Linked DNA regions of Mus musculus: region 2 is linked to region 1. A link is a contact called in public Micro-C data. All regions are on one chromosome and are shown on one strand. The core of a region is the stretch at or near the end of the contact, and the rest is flanking DNA. Distances in the headings are between cores, read along the strand shown.

Evidence for each region. Hi-C and Micro-C count contacts between places; a contact is called where the count stands out from the background.
Region 2: a contact with region 1 is called in a Micro-C map of muscle stem cells, with 2.9 times the contacts expected there. The contact joins two enhancer-like sites. A contact is called at or near these places in 7 of 484 Hi-C or Micro-C datasets (the C2C12 cell line, brown adipocytes, epidermal suprabasal cells and 2 more).

The regions. Positions count from the first base shown.
Region 1 is chr10:17,364,347-17,371,158 of GRCm38.p6, reverse strand. No RefSeq gene overlaps it. Among named protein-coding and RNA genes, the nearest start is that of Gm20125, 270 kb to the right of the region's middle. Within about 2 kb of position 3,973, at least 56 of the 459 cell types and tissues checked have an H3K27ac peak or open chromatin away from gene starts, as enhancers often do. A contact at or near this core is called in muscle stem cells, where this site is marked.
Region 2 is chr10:17,507,759-17,514,622 of GRCm38.p6, reverse strand. It overlaps Gm32543 (a long non-coding RNA gene), which reads left to right. Exons shown (of 4, transcript XR_001779719.1): 4 at 2,362-2,543. Among named protein-coding and RNA genes, the nearest start is that of Gm32656, 150 kb to the left of the region's middle. Within about 2 kb of position 2,607, at least 40 of the 459 cell types and tissues checked have an H3K27ac peak or open chromatin away from gene starts, as enhancers often do. A contact at or near this core is called in muscle stem cells, where this site is marked.

The DNA of each region.
Region 1 (6,812 bases), core at 2,724-5,223:
CATGAATTTCAAGACTTAATGAAGAGCTGTGTCTTAAGAACTGCCATAAAACAATGGACAAGTAATAAGGCTTTGTACAGGGTGATACTTCTGTGCATCTTCAGCAGCAAGGGTGGTGGTGCAATAGAAGTCACCTATATTTATTTACTTCAGGCCAGCTATTAAACTAGGCAATCTACAGATGTCTCACTGTTTACTGGAGGAACTCAGAGCTCCGAACTGAGAGGAAAGTTTGAACTTTAGCTCTGTACTAACTAGCTGGCTGGTGATGAGTGGAGATGAGGGCAGATGGCTAAAAAGTCCTCACTTACCTGGCCTGCTCCAAGTCATCCAAAATCACTTTTTCTTCTGACCTTGGCTGTCTCATTTTACATAGGCACTTTAAAGACTCTCTGAAAACCCTCTTTGTCTACTTTGCCCCCAAGTCAGAGATGGCCTTTCCAGAGCACTTGCTGTTTAGGCTGAGACCTTACTCACTCCATAATCCTTGTGTAAACAACAGAAGCTTTGCTTTCTTCCAAAGTATGGGTGGAAGCCTAGGCATTGTCCAGAAGAGCCCCTGGTAGCCCTTTGGTGGCCTTGGTAGCCCTTTGGTGTCTCAGCTCAAGGTTTCCTGGTCTTTCATCCTTATGTTTCAACCAGAATGTTCTTTCTGGAGTCCTAAATATGACCACATGACTCTATTGCTTTAAATCACAATGAGTTCTCAGAGTCTCTATTTAGGCAATACTTGAGGCATCATCAGAAGAGCTGATAGCATCCAAGTCTACACATAGGTTAGAGCCTGAACAAATGGATGAATAGGCTGCTAAGGGCATAATAAATGTGGTGCAGTTAGAGACGGGAACAGAACTAGGTTCAAACAGCTTGACTATCTAAAAGCAGGTATCTTGACCTGTGAAATTCCATTTATTCTCTCTGCCTTCTTTCTCCTGGTGTGCAACCTTAGGGTACCAATGGTCCCTTTTACGTTTTCCTATTAAAGAAGACACTGGTTTTAATGTGCTTAGAAAAATATCTGGCATAAGTACTGTTTTCAGTTTCTCCCTTTCTTTCTTTCTTTCTTTCTTTCTTTCTTTCTTTCTTTCTTTCTTTCTTTCTTTCTTTCTTTCTTTTTTTTTTGAATTAGATTTTTTTATTTCCATTTTAAATGTTATCCCCTTTCCTAGTTTCCCCTCTGAAAACCCCCTATCCCCTCCCCTTCCCCCTGCTCCCCAACCCACCCACTCCCATTCATGGTCTTGACATTCCCCTATACTGGGGTTTAGAGCCTTCACAGGACCAAGGGCCTCTCCTCCCATTGATGACCGATGAGGCCGTCCTCTGCTACAAATATAGCTAGAGCCACCAGTTCCACCATGTGTTTTCTTTGATTGGTTGTATAGTTCCAAGGAGCTCTGAAGGTACTGGTTAGTTCATATTGATATTCTTTCTATGGAGCTTCAATCCCCTTCAGTTCCCTGGATATTTCTCTGGCTCCTTCATTGGGGACCTTGTGCTCCATCCAATGGATGACTGTGAGCATCCACTTCTGTATTTGCCAGGCACTGGCAGAGCCTTGCAGGAGACGGCTATATCAGGCCCCTGTCAGGAGGCTCTTGTTGGCATCTGCCTAGTATCTGGGTTTGGTGGTTGTTTATGGGGTGGATCCCCAAGTGGGGCAGTCTCTGCCTTCATGTTCTGCTCCGAACTTTGTCTCTGTAACTCCATCCATGGGTATTCTGTTCCCCATTCTAAGAAGGAATGCAGTATCCACACTTAAGTCTTCCTTCTTCTTGAGTTTCATGTGTTTTGCAAATTGTATCTTGGGTATTCTAAATTTCTGGGCTAATATCCCCTTATCAGTGAGTGCCTGGAAGATCCAGCAATACCTCTCCTGGGCATATACCCAGAAGATGTTCTAACTTGTAATAAGGACACATGCTCCACTATGTTCATAGCAGCCTTATTTATAATAGCCAGAAGCTGGAAAGAACCTAGATGTCCCTCAACAGAGGAATGGATACAGAAAATGTGGTCCATTTACACAATAGAGTACTACTCAGCTATTAAAAACAATGAATTCATGAAATTCTTAGGCAAATGGATGGGTCTGGAGGGCATCATCCTGAGTGAGGTAACCCAATCACAAAAGAACACACATGATATGCACTCACTGTTTTCAGTTTCTTAAATAAAGATATGAAGCTACTGCTTTTGACTAGGATTCTCCAAGTCTCTTGCTCTGACTGGCTCAGAAATACCTTAGCTATTACTTATCCTCAGAGGCTTCCTTCAGCCAACACTGTCAATCACTTGTTTGCATATCAATATGACCACAACTATCTGTTGTCTACAAGTGAGTTTCGTTCTCTCTGTGCTATAAACACTATTGTAAGAGGGAACCATATCTTACTCATAGGAGTATATAAACAGAGACTTAGGCATCTGACTCATGAAATGTTTGATGGATGGATACATACAGGAAGAATAATAGGAGCATAAGAGTATATAGCTATGATTTGGTTTTGTTTTCATTTTAGATTAAAAATCAAGACAACACATCTGTTTTACCAGGTTTTTGTTTGTTGGTTTGTTTTGTTTTTTGTTTTTGCAGGTTCTATGTGAAATCTTAGTCTTCTCAGTCACTTATAATGAAAGAAGTATGGGGATTTATCTAAAATTCAGATTTAAAAAATGCTAAATTTAGTTTGATTCATTACTCCTGGTAAGTATGTATCACACTCACCCAAGACACTGAAAACAGTATTTAATTCCACACACATTTACTGATAGTCCTTATAGGTAACATACTACGCAGAAAAAGAAACATTAATAAAATATGGATCCTGCCAAACAGGCACTTGATAGAGACACATAGAAAGGACCTTAAAATGTAGGCAGAATGTGAAACACGAAGAGATCAAGGGGAGATGAATTCTGCTTATTACCACATTTTTTGAAGTATTTATCTTTTGTAGCTTTTTTTTTTTTTCATTTGCATTTGCTATAAGGCCTGGAAACTTGAGTTCCATCTCTGGGACTCACGTGAAGGAAGGAGATCGCTAGCCAGCTCCAGGAAGATATCCTCTAACTTCCACAAGCCCACTGTGATATGATATAGTTGGTTTGAGCACATACACACACATTCACACAGTGAATAAACAAATTTGATAAACATTACAAAAATTTGTGCTTTGAAAATTGAAGCCCTAGCTTGTGTGTGTGTGTATATATGTGTGTGTATATATATATAAATACATATATAACATCTTTGCACAATTTTTACTTTCTATATTGCCATACTCACTATCACTATGTGGAAGAACATTTTTTGATTATATAGCTCACATGAAAATCAAAAGGTTATTTGAAAACAGCCCTAGTTTACAATTTTTGAATTCTATTTTCTTTCTTTTTTTTTTTTTGAAAATTTACTTTCTGTGTCTGTGCATGCACATTCTATGCCATGGGTATGAAGGTCAGAGGACAACTTGGGAGGGGGAGGGCTCAGTTTTTCATCCAGCATGTGACTCAGCATGTGACTCCTGAAGAATTGAATATACTCAGCTGTCAGGCTTAGCAGCAGGGCTCTTTGACTTGCTGAACCTAAGCTGCCCAAATTCTATTTTCTTTGAATGGGCCTAGATCAGTTTGCATAACATCAGATGCCAGGGTTCTGTGTATAGGTTATCAATGTTGTCATTGCAAGATTTCAGATCTTGAAAGGAATTCAGAGGTTTTTCTCATTATTCTTGTTTTATGAAATCAAGAGGCAAACAGACTTAATGAGGTTAGTCACTAGAACAATCACAAGAAAACCCTGCTGCCTTGATCCCGCTACTTGGCTGTCCAGCACAGCACAACCCCCTTTCCTCCCCTCCCCTCGGAACGTGATGCTTTTAGAATAATTTTAGACTCTAGGAAGTGCAATCCTGGGGAAGATATTTATAGCAAGCCTCTGGCTCATTGAGCATGCTCTTGTTTGGGATATTCCACTGCACACTCTGTTCTTGTCAGTAATAAATTATTCCCTGACAATTTAGTTGCCAAAGGGTTCCCAGCCTAGATGCTTTGCACATGTCTGTTTGAAAATGATCAGGTTAACCGGTTTTAATGATGCCTTTGTCCTTTACTTCCCTCCCAGCACGGAGAGAAGGAAGAATCAAGAGTTTCTGAAAGGGGGTGAATCTCACACAATGGAGCCCTATTTATATAACATTTAGTAATCCACTGAGTTTGATTTTTTTTTTTAGTTCCAGAAAAGATTTTACTCTTATTAATTAGAGGCAAGAAGTCAGAAAAAGAAGAAGAAGAAGAAGAAGAAGAAGAAGAAGAAGAAGAAGAAGAAGAAGAAGAAGAAGAAAGAGAGAGAGAGAGAGAGAGAGAGAGAGAGAGAGAGAGAGAGAGAGAAAGAGAGAAAGAAAGAAAAAGAAAGAAAGAAAGAAAGAAAGAAAGAAAGAAAGAAAGAAAGAAAGAAAGAAAGAAGGCATCTTATAGCCATTTACAAGTGATTGTGGGCTGTAACTTGAATTCAGTTATATGATCAACTGACTTAATGATATTTTTTTAACTTTCTAGTAGGTCAGGATACAAACTAAGGGGACATTCAAATGTTAGAAAAGCAAAACAAAACCAGGGCATGAATGAGGGTGGAGAGGGGAAAGGTGAAGGTGGCTAGCAAGTATTGTTTCGTGACTCATGTTTCTCAACTGAAAACTGAGATTTCTGGTCACATTAGGGTGAAAATGTTGATAGCAGCTGCAAACAGGAAGGTTTAAACATGCCCTTCCCTGGGTAGTATTTCCTTTGGTGTTCTCTGTTTCTATGGTATGTCTTAAAGCTCTGTAGTTTTACAATCAGCTGCAGCTTCCTCAAGTAGGAAGGAAGACTCTGTGTTCTGTGTTCTTCCTTCATTTACTGCCGTGTGGTTGTGACATCTGCCTGTCCTCGTTGACAGTGGATAATGCTGGAAAGACACCCCTACAGCAGGGTATGCTCAACAGTGATCACAGGATGGCTCAAAACTGACCTCTCTAAGGGGAGAGAGAATCCATGGTCTGATTAGCAAGGGGAAACCATGCTTGCCAGAATGATGGCTTAGTTTTCAGTTTACATTGTTAGTAATAGCAAGATAATGAAGAGTGTGCTCAGTTTTGAGATGTTTGAAGGCCTTGTTGGTTCAGGCAATTGACAAATTGTAATTTAAGAGATAATAATCCTGAATGGTGAAAAAGAGTTCAATATATTTGCAAACTAATGGACCGAAAGGAGAAATAGGGGAATTTTTTTCAATATGGATACTTTTAAAAAGGGTGGACAACCAATTTCTTAAATAAGACATTTTTTGAAGAACGTCTGTCTCACTGGGGATATGTTAGAAGGCTAAATATGTGTTCTAATTGAACGAGAGCTTTAATCCCTGGTGCTCCAAGTAGAAAGAAAAACAAAAGAACTCCATGTCTCTTTCTGTAGGAGTGTTCTCCCTTTAAATGCTTCTGTTATGATAAATAGAATAGAGAGGTATGAAAAGGCTATTAAAATAATCGCAGATGTTTGAGTCAGAAATTATGTGTTGGTTTAGACTGTCAGTGGGTGAGTCAATTGCTTTCATGTTAGGACTAATCAGCTGGACTAGAAAACTGGCTATCGATGACTTCAGGTAGCTGCATCAGATGTAAGTCCGTAAGCTTCACCACTGGAATCTATCCATGGAACATAGCAGTCATTTGAGCAGCAAACATTAGGCCCTGTGTTAACTGATACCCTGGGCTATCAGTTTGCCAGTATGCTGCACTGCAGAATTAGGCTCACAGACTGTGGCTAGATTGATGGAATAATAGAGATCAGCAGCCAGGGTGTCTCATCAAAGACAAAAATGGCCAACTCAAACAGATAGCTAGTAAATGTTTACCATGGACAGGATTCCTCTGCTAATCAACTGTTGTTGAACAACTACCTTCATGAAAAGATACTTAACCATTTTTTTTCTGACTCCTGAAATGTTTAAAATTAGATCCCACTGTCCTGCCCAAGCTTCCCTCCCTTGTTATTTGCAAAAATACAAGGCAAGAAATGGTCACCTCTCCATATTGGCATGCATGCGTGAATTGAGTAGATAGAATGAATGTGGTTTTAAGAACAAGTAATCTTGCAGGATGAAAAATGTGCAGACTCTGTCCAAAAGGGAAAGAGGAATTAGGAGACAGTAAAATCTTAAGATTTAAATATTTTTGGGATGCATTCAGTTATGGTTTTCTCTTTGTAAAAAGTACAAACTGGTTACAATATGGCAGAACAAGACAATTAACAAAATACCACATTTCTCAATGAACACTTGAAGTGCTAGATACAATTTCTTCTTCTCTTTGACTTCCATTCTTGATAACTTTTATTTCAATACAATGTTCATTTGAACTTTAACATTGTACTGGCATTGGATAGCAGTTCCTCTGTACCTATGTCCTGAAAAAAATAAAATTTCTAAATACATTTTACATTTATATAAATATTTACATTATTCATATAAATATATTATAAATATAATATGAATATAAATTTGCTTTTAGTAGTATTCTGTTATAGTAGTCTCTGTCATGCTTGAAGTGCCTGCTCTATGACTAGACTCCATCCTTTCCCCCTCTCAGTTTCTAATCCCCTATGGTTTAGGAAGCACATAGCTAACATTCTTCAAATTTTCTGAAAACTGGAGAAAAATGCCTTATGTAGTAAATATGCTTTACTGTCTGAATGTCAGGAAAACTATTTCTGTTGCCCAGAGGCCTTATTTACTTATGTAATGGAGGGACAAAAATTATTTGCTTTTAGATGAC
Region 2 (6,864 bases), core at 1,358-3,857, 140 kb before region 1:
ATACACAGGCAAATCTGACAACTATTTGCCTGTACACTATTTGCACATATTCCAGTTGCTCCCTGTGTATACTGATCTCCCTTGAGCTGTTTATGGGTTTTGTGTGCACCTTATATTTATTTAATAATTTTGTGGTTTAATAATTTAGTGATGATTATTGTAAGTACTGGGGAAATTAAAGAAAATGAAGTTGATTTTTAAAATAATGGCTGTGGTGGTTAGTAGATATCATAGGGATGAGGTGTGGGATACAGAAATGTGGAGGGGGGTTCTGGTAAAGATGTGGAGAAGTGAAAAGCCCAAGGTAAAATAAGTCTGGAGATCAGTTGGACACTGAACTTGAAGAAGAGGCAATATTACAGATTCTTTGATTTCTAATTTGTATGAATGGGTGCTGGAGCATGCAGTGGCTGACAGGATATAACCAGCACCTCTCTTTCAGCCCATGGGTGGGAGTTGGGCCATCATGAGTTCTGTTTGAGACATAATAAATGTAAAACATCTTTGAAATAACCAAGCACAAGTATCAAATAATTCTTTGGTTATGAAACTATGAAACTAAAGGGAGAGTTTTGAGCTGGAAATGTAAGTTATGAATTATGCATGTGAGGAGAGGAAGCTGATCTTCCGGTTTGATGAGATTTCCTGGAGAAAGCATTGCCGCAGAGAGGGAAGGCTTTGGATTTCCTCCAGCACGTATTCACTTTCCTCTTCAGCACTATTACTGCTTAAAAAATTTTTGCTCATTTCTAAAGATGCGTTTTATGTATACAAGTGTTTTGCCTGCGTGTGTGTCTGTGCCCTTGGAATTCAGAGAGGGAGTCAAGTCCTCTAGACCTAGAGTTACGGATGGTTGTGGGTCACACTGTGGATGCTAGGAATAGAACCCAGGTCCTCCATAAGTAACCTTAACCATTGAGCCATCACCCTAGCCACATTATTATCACTATTTCTTAAGAGTGACATCTTCTTCTTCCGTTTGTGATGGGTTTGATGTGTGACTTATTTTGGCCAATGAGGTGTTAGACGTCACAAGAGCAAGAGCTTAAAATGAACTTCCAGTTTAGCCCTCTTTCTTTTAATTCTGAAAAACTCTTGAGTCTGACAGCCACTGAATTGTGGAAGAATGGCTAAATTTGACTCATTTCAAAGGCCGGGGTCAAGTCCAAGGAAACCTCATATATATCAGCCAAGTCTGACTCACATATAGACCAGTATAGGAGAAATGCTACCTTTTCTATGTTACAAATATGTCAAGATCTATTGTTCAGTGGCATTGTTGTAATTGCTGACTGATACAAGGCCTGGGATCTAGGAGCAAAGAAAGCAAGCCACAAGTTCTTATTGAATGCAATTTAAGTTCCCACTACACACAAATTATGAGCAGTATTTGTGTTTGGCCTGTAATTATGTTTGCTAAACCCAACATAACATCTTGGCCAAATGTTTGGGGTCGATATTTACATGTATGAACAAAGTTGAATTCAGGTATGGTTGTTTTCCTGGATGTCACATATATAGTCTTGCAATGGGGCTTCCCAGCATCGTGTCCTCAAATAATGAGATTTTAAAAGAACCCTGGAAGTAGTTTTTCCCAACATCACCAAGTGCACCCTTCCTTTTCCCTGAGTGTCTTTTCATTGCATGTTGTAAAGAAATGCTTAAGGAAATTGATGCTCTATTGAAATCCTGTGTGAATATTTTAGAGCATATTTTATTGTTGTTGTTAAAGCACATTTTGAGCGAACACATTTTAAAGTTTTAAAAGGGAGGTTATTAGAAGTGGCAGGCATGCCTGTCAGAGGAACGAAGACAATCCAAGTGGCTCTTTTGGCTACTAACATTTTCATAAGAGCCCTGATTAGTTATGAGGCAATTGTGAGACTTGATGAGTTACATTCCAAGAAAGAAAAATAGTTTCTCTCATTTAGCAGCTGTGGAATCTTGTGGTAATTACTGGAACATTCCTTTTCAGTAAACGTAAAGTTTGCTTTTGCTTTTTTTTTTTTTTAATAATGTCACAGTAAAATGCTTACTCTGGAGTACATATTTTAACTTGGTCTTATTTACAGCATTCTTCTTTGGTATAACTCCAAATTACAGCTCAGAAACTGGATTTACAGGTTTTTTGCCTCTAAATAGAAAGCAAAAACAACAACAACAACAACAACAACAAAAACAACAGGCTGCACTGACCATAGCTAACTGTCAGCTTTTGCTTATTATTTAAGATTTTTATTTTTCTCTGAAGGTACTGTCTTAATTTGTGTACCCATTAAAACTCCCTGTGTGTGCCTAAGTGCTGGCGCTCAGCATTTACAAGGGGCATGCTAAATTACACCTTGTCTCCTTTAACCACAGTGTGAAATTCTGAAGCATAAACAAGAGCAGAAAGAAGAGCAGCTTGAGAAACGGAGAAACAACAACGCTCCTCTCTCCCAGGGCCTTTCTCATCCCTGCCTACAGCTGTTGCCTCCAACCGCTCCCAGAGATCACTCGAACCTGGTCCTCCCTCCCAGCCCCCGGTCCTCCCTCCCAGCCCCCGCCCGCACCCTGCCTGAAAGGAAAGGGCACTGTCAGGTCTGAGAATAAAGCTGCCAAAATAACAAAACTTACTGGAGTGGATAATTTCTCACAGAAATTGACAGTCACTACAAACAAAACTCTGCCTTCCTTATCCTTTGTCCCACTCGGTCCTGGGGAAAACAACCCTACCCTCAGGAGAACCTTCGCCTTTTGGCCTAGAAGTAACGCAAATACCAGCAGCGCCTTCTTGGAATATTTTTCTAGCACCTCTCTTCTGTCTTTATCACCCAGCTCTGTGCATGCAGATGCACATCTTCTTGTCTCTTTATTTTGTTCAGGATTCAAAAACAAGTGTTTGTTTGCCTGAAAATTCCACATGGACATGGTTTAAAAAAAAAAATAAACGGTATAACTTTAAAATTTTCTTCTTCACCTCACCGTATGCCTAAATGCCTCCAGACTTCCCACTAGCAGAAGAGCGACAAGAACCGGAGGAGGGAGGGTACGGGGGAAGGAGGAGGGAGCGTGACAGAGCCGGTGGGTCATAGTATCATCTCATTTAATTTACGGAAAAAATATGCATCACACAAACACACTCTGTCCTTTATCCCCATGCCCTCCTCCTGAATAAAATCAAACAACAACATAACAACCAAATTTAGAAAAAAAAAAAAAAAAAAAAAAAAACACAGATACTCTGTTGCTCAGAAGGCCAAGAGAGTTACTTGCTGGAAAAAAAAAATCTTTCAAATTAAAGAGATTTAAAAGACATTTGCAGTCTAACCAAACAATGACAAACAGGGCTATCTAGCCAGGCACGGTCACTGCCATCTCAGATTTAGTCCAGTTTGATGGTAATTACTGGAGATGCTTTCAGTAAAAGGAAACAAGCCACCACCGTGTCCTCTTCACTTACTTCTGTTTATGATATCCTTATGATATCCTCTTTATTGATTATTTTACATGGTAAGTTCATCTGTTTGGGATGGCTTGTCGGGAGGGAAACATCTCTCAAGTCTTGGATTTCCTTAATTGGTAAGCCTTGTGGAATGCTTTTCTGAGGGCAGGAACTTCCTCCAGGAGTTCTTTTTCTTAGAATCTTAGGAGGGTCTCAACTTGGTAAACATTGATGCCGGCACAGTGTCTGAGCTCTCTTCTCTCCCATCAAACTGGCTCAGTATACCTTTTTTTTTTTTTTTTTTTTTTCTGAACTACTTGACTAATTTTCAAACAGATTGGAAAATGTGCTCGCTAAAGGGACAATGATTAACAAAATCTGTAAATTGACATTGTACTTGCTAATCAGTAGCTCAGAAGATACAGCTAAATCTACCGCTGATAGTCCAGGAAGTAAGCAAACTCACAGAATGACCTCTTTAGATCAAACTGTTTTCCAAATCTGTAGATGGTTTTCCTCCTTCCTTTTCCCACACTATTCTACTTTTAAAAACAAACAAAGAAAAAAAAATGAAACAAACCAAAACCAAAACCGAACACTCAAACAACAACCCCGAAACTGACGGACTCTACGAAAGGGAAATATATGCCCAGATTGATTTCTTCTTGAATTCTACATGTGAATCTTTAAAGTCTCTTCTCACTGTTTCCTGGGGTCTGCCCTGTTGGGGTGGTGTTCTGGCTTAGACCTGAAAACCACCTGCCCTGACTCAGTACCTCTAAAGCCATGTGGCTGATGTGTCCACACCTGAGTCTTGTCTTCTGTCAAATGGGGCTTCACAAAACATAGAACTATACAGTTTGAGGGTGTGGGGAGATGACTCAGGAAAGAGCTGGGTCACAAGGATTAGGACCTGAGTTCGAATCCTCCCCATTCACATAAAAGCTGGCCATTGCTAATCCCAGCATTTGTAGTTGGAGGAAGGAAGGGTGCAGAGACAGGAGGATTCCCTGGACTTTGCACGACAGCCAGTATAGTCAAATCTGTGAGCCCCAGGTTCACTAAAAGACTGTTTCAAAACAAAAAAAAAAAATAAAACAAAACAAAACAAAACAAAAGGTGGAGAATGATGAAAGACCCTCAATGTTAACCTTGGGTTTTCACACACTAAATACACTCAAGCTATACGGTAATGTTAATAGGGTCATTATGAAGACAGGATGGAAGAATCAAAGTCAGGATCTTACAGTTCCATCTTCCAATAAAGAAAAACTTAAAAAAAAAACCCACAAAATGTAGACTGTTCAGGTGTGTGTGTGTGTGTGTGTGTGTGTGTGTGTGTGTGTGTGTGTGTGTGTGTTTTAAGTCCTCAAACTAAAAGCAAATTGGCAAACATTGTGATCATGGCTGCTCCGACTTTATGTGACTTCTCTGGCAGTCTCTTCCATGTCAGCCGGGAAGCAACTGACAAGACTAGGTGTCTCCATGGCAGCTTGTTGTCTGTGGATGCTATCACTGGAATTCAGACTTGGAAAGAAAAAGGCTAAGAGGAGTTCTAGAGATCACAGAGCGATTAGACCAAATGCCCCGGGGAAAGTATGCATTTGCCACCGTGTTATTTGTTGTCTGGTACTAATATTATGACTAGTTTTTCTCCTTCATTTTTAAATTGGAGTTACTATATTATTACTTTAGGGACACAGAAATAGCTGTTTGCTGGCCTTGTTAATCTGAAACAAATGGAATCCCAAACCAAACTGAGACGATTGAGGTTGTCAATGACATTTCAGATGCTTTTGTCTAGAGTTAGGTCATTCCGTCACTGGCTTTCCTTAAAATGTTTGTATTCTCTTTACTGAGGGCCAAGTGCAAAGCAACAGAGGTTAATGGATTGTTTCAAAAGAATGTTTTGGGGGTTATTACAGGAGCCCTTGAAAGGTGTCCGGATTATTGTGGGGGTCAGGGGTTGTGAAGCCAAAGGGCACCTGAGACAAGGAACCGGAGTAAGCAGAGTTACAGAGGAAAGAGAAAGAGAGAGACATAGAAGAAACTAGAGACTTGGTAGTTGGAAAAGAAGCCCAGTCATGACAGTTTCTTTTCTTTTTTTTTTTAAAGGTTGATTTATTTATTACATGTAAGTACACTGTAGCTGTCTTCAGACACCCCAGAAAAGGGCATCAGACCTCATTACAGATGGCTGTGAGCCATCATGTGTTGCTGGGATTTGAACTTAGGACCTTTGCAAGAACAGTCAGTGCTTTTACCTGCTGAGCCATCTCCCCAGCTCATGACAGAGTTTCTAATGAACACGAGGGGTGTGGCAATATTTTCGGGTCTGCAAAGCAAAGTGGGAAGTGGAGGAAGGTTAAGGGTAGAGGGGGGCTTAGAGGCAAAACTGAAGGACAAATGTCTCCATACTCTGATGCTGAGGAAAATAAGGTTGGATGTGGGGATAAAAGCAGAGGTGTCATCGACTTCTACTTTTACATGAGGGTAAAATGTTGTTTATTTACTTAGAATCTTTGCATGGCAAGAAGGAAAAAGAAAAAGGAATTTTGTAATTAAATGCCTATTAGCTCCTATCTAGAAGGAATTAGCTTCAGGTTGCCTTTTCTTCTGTCTCTGTTGTGCAAGGGCTGCTTTGTGAGGGTGTCAGCTGGTGGAAACATTTTACTTTACAAAACTCTCTGTGCTTTAAACACTTGTGTACACACATGCCGGGGACATCCTTTATATCATCAAATATTTGATTTCCTGTGAGACTAACGTTTTTCATATTTTTATTTCTGCCTTTTGTTCAGTTGTCAGTTTGTCATTTGAAACTTTTTTTTTCTTTCTTTCTTTTTTTTTTTTTTTAAAGCGTACCTTCAAGCTAAAGGGAAAAAAAAAAAATCCAAGATCAAGAAACTCTGAGATCTGAGATGCTGTGATCTAGGATAGATGAGTAGGGGAAGCAGAGAAAAAATAACCACAGTAGAGAAAGAGTCATGGAAATACAGATGCTAACATTGGAAGGGGCTCTGGGTACAGCCAATACCATGGGGATCAGCCTGACATACAACTCCTCCCTGTGGGTACTCAGCCTCTATTCTACTTCTGGGGATAGGATGCTTAGTGCATCTTGAAGCTGTCCTTTCAATTAAAGCTTTAAAAATGACTTTATTTTATTTTAATTATATGTATGTGTGTGTTAAAGTATCTTTTATTTGCCTTATTTGTTTGTCATCTCTGAGGTTCACTTCCTGTGTCTGCTAACCTAGACCTAATCCTGGAAGCTTCTAGCCTCTGTACAATCTAATCCAGGCCTAGAATATTTCCAGCCTCTGAGACTTACTGCTGGATAAGTTCACCTTTCTTAGCTCTTTCTGAACTCCGGCCTCTCTCATAGCCCCTCTGACTGATCTGCTCTGCTTGGCCTCAAACTAACTAGCAATCTGTTC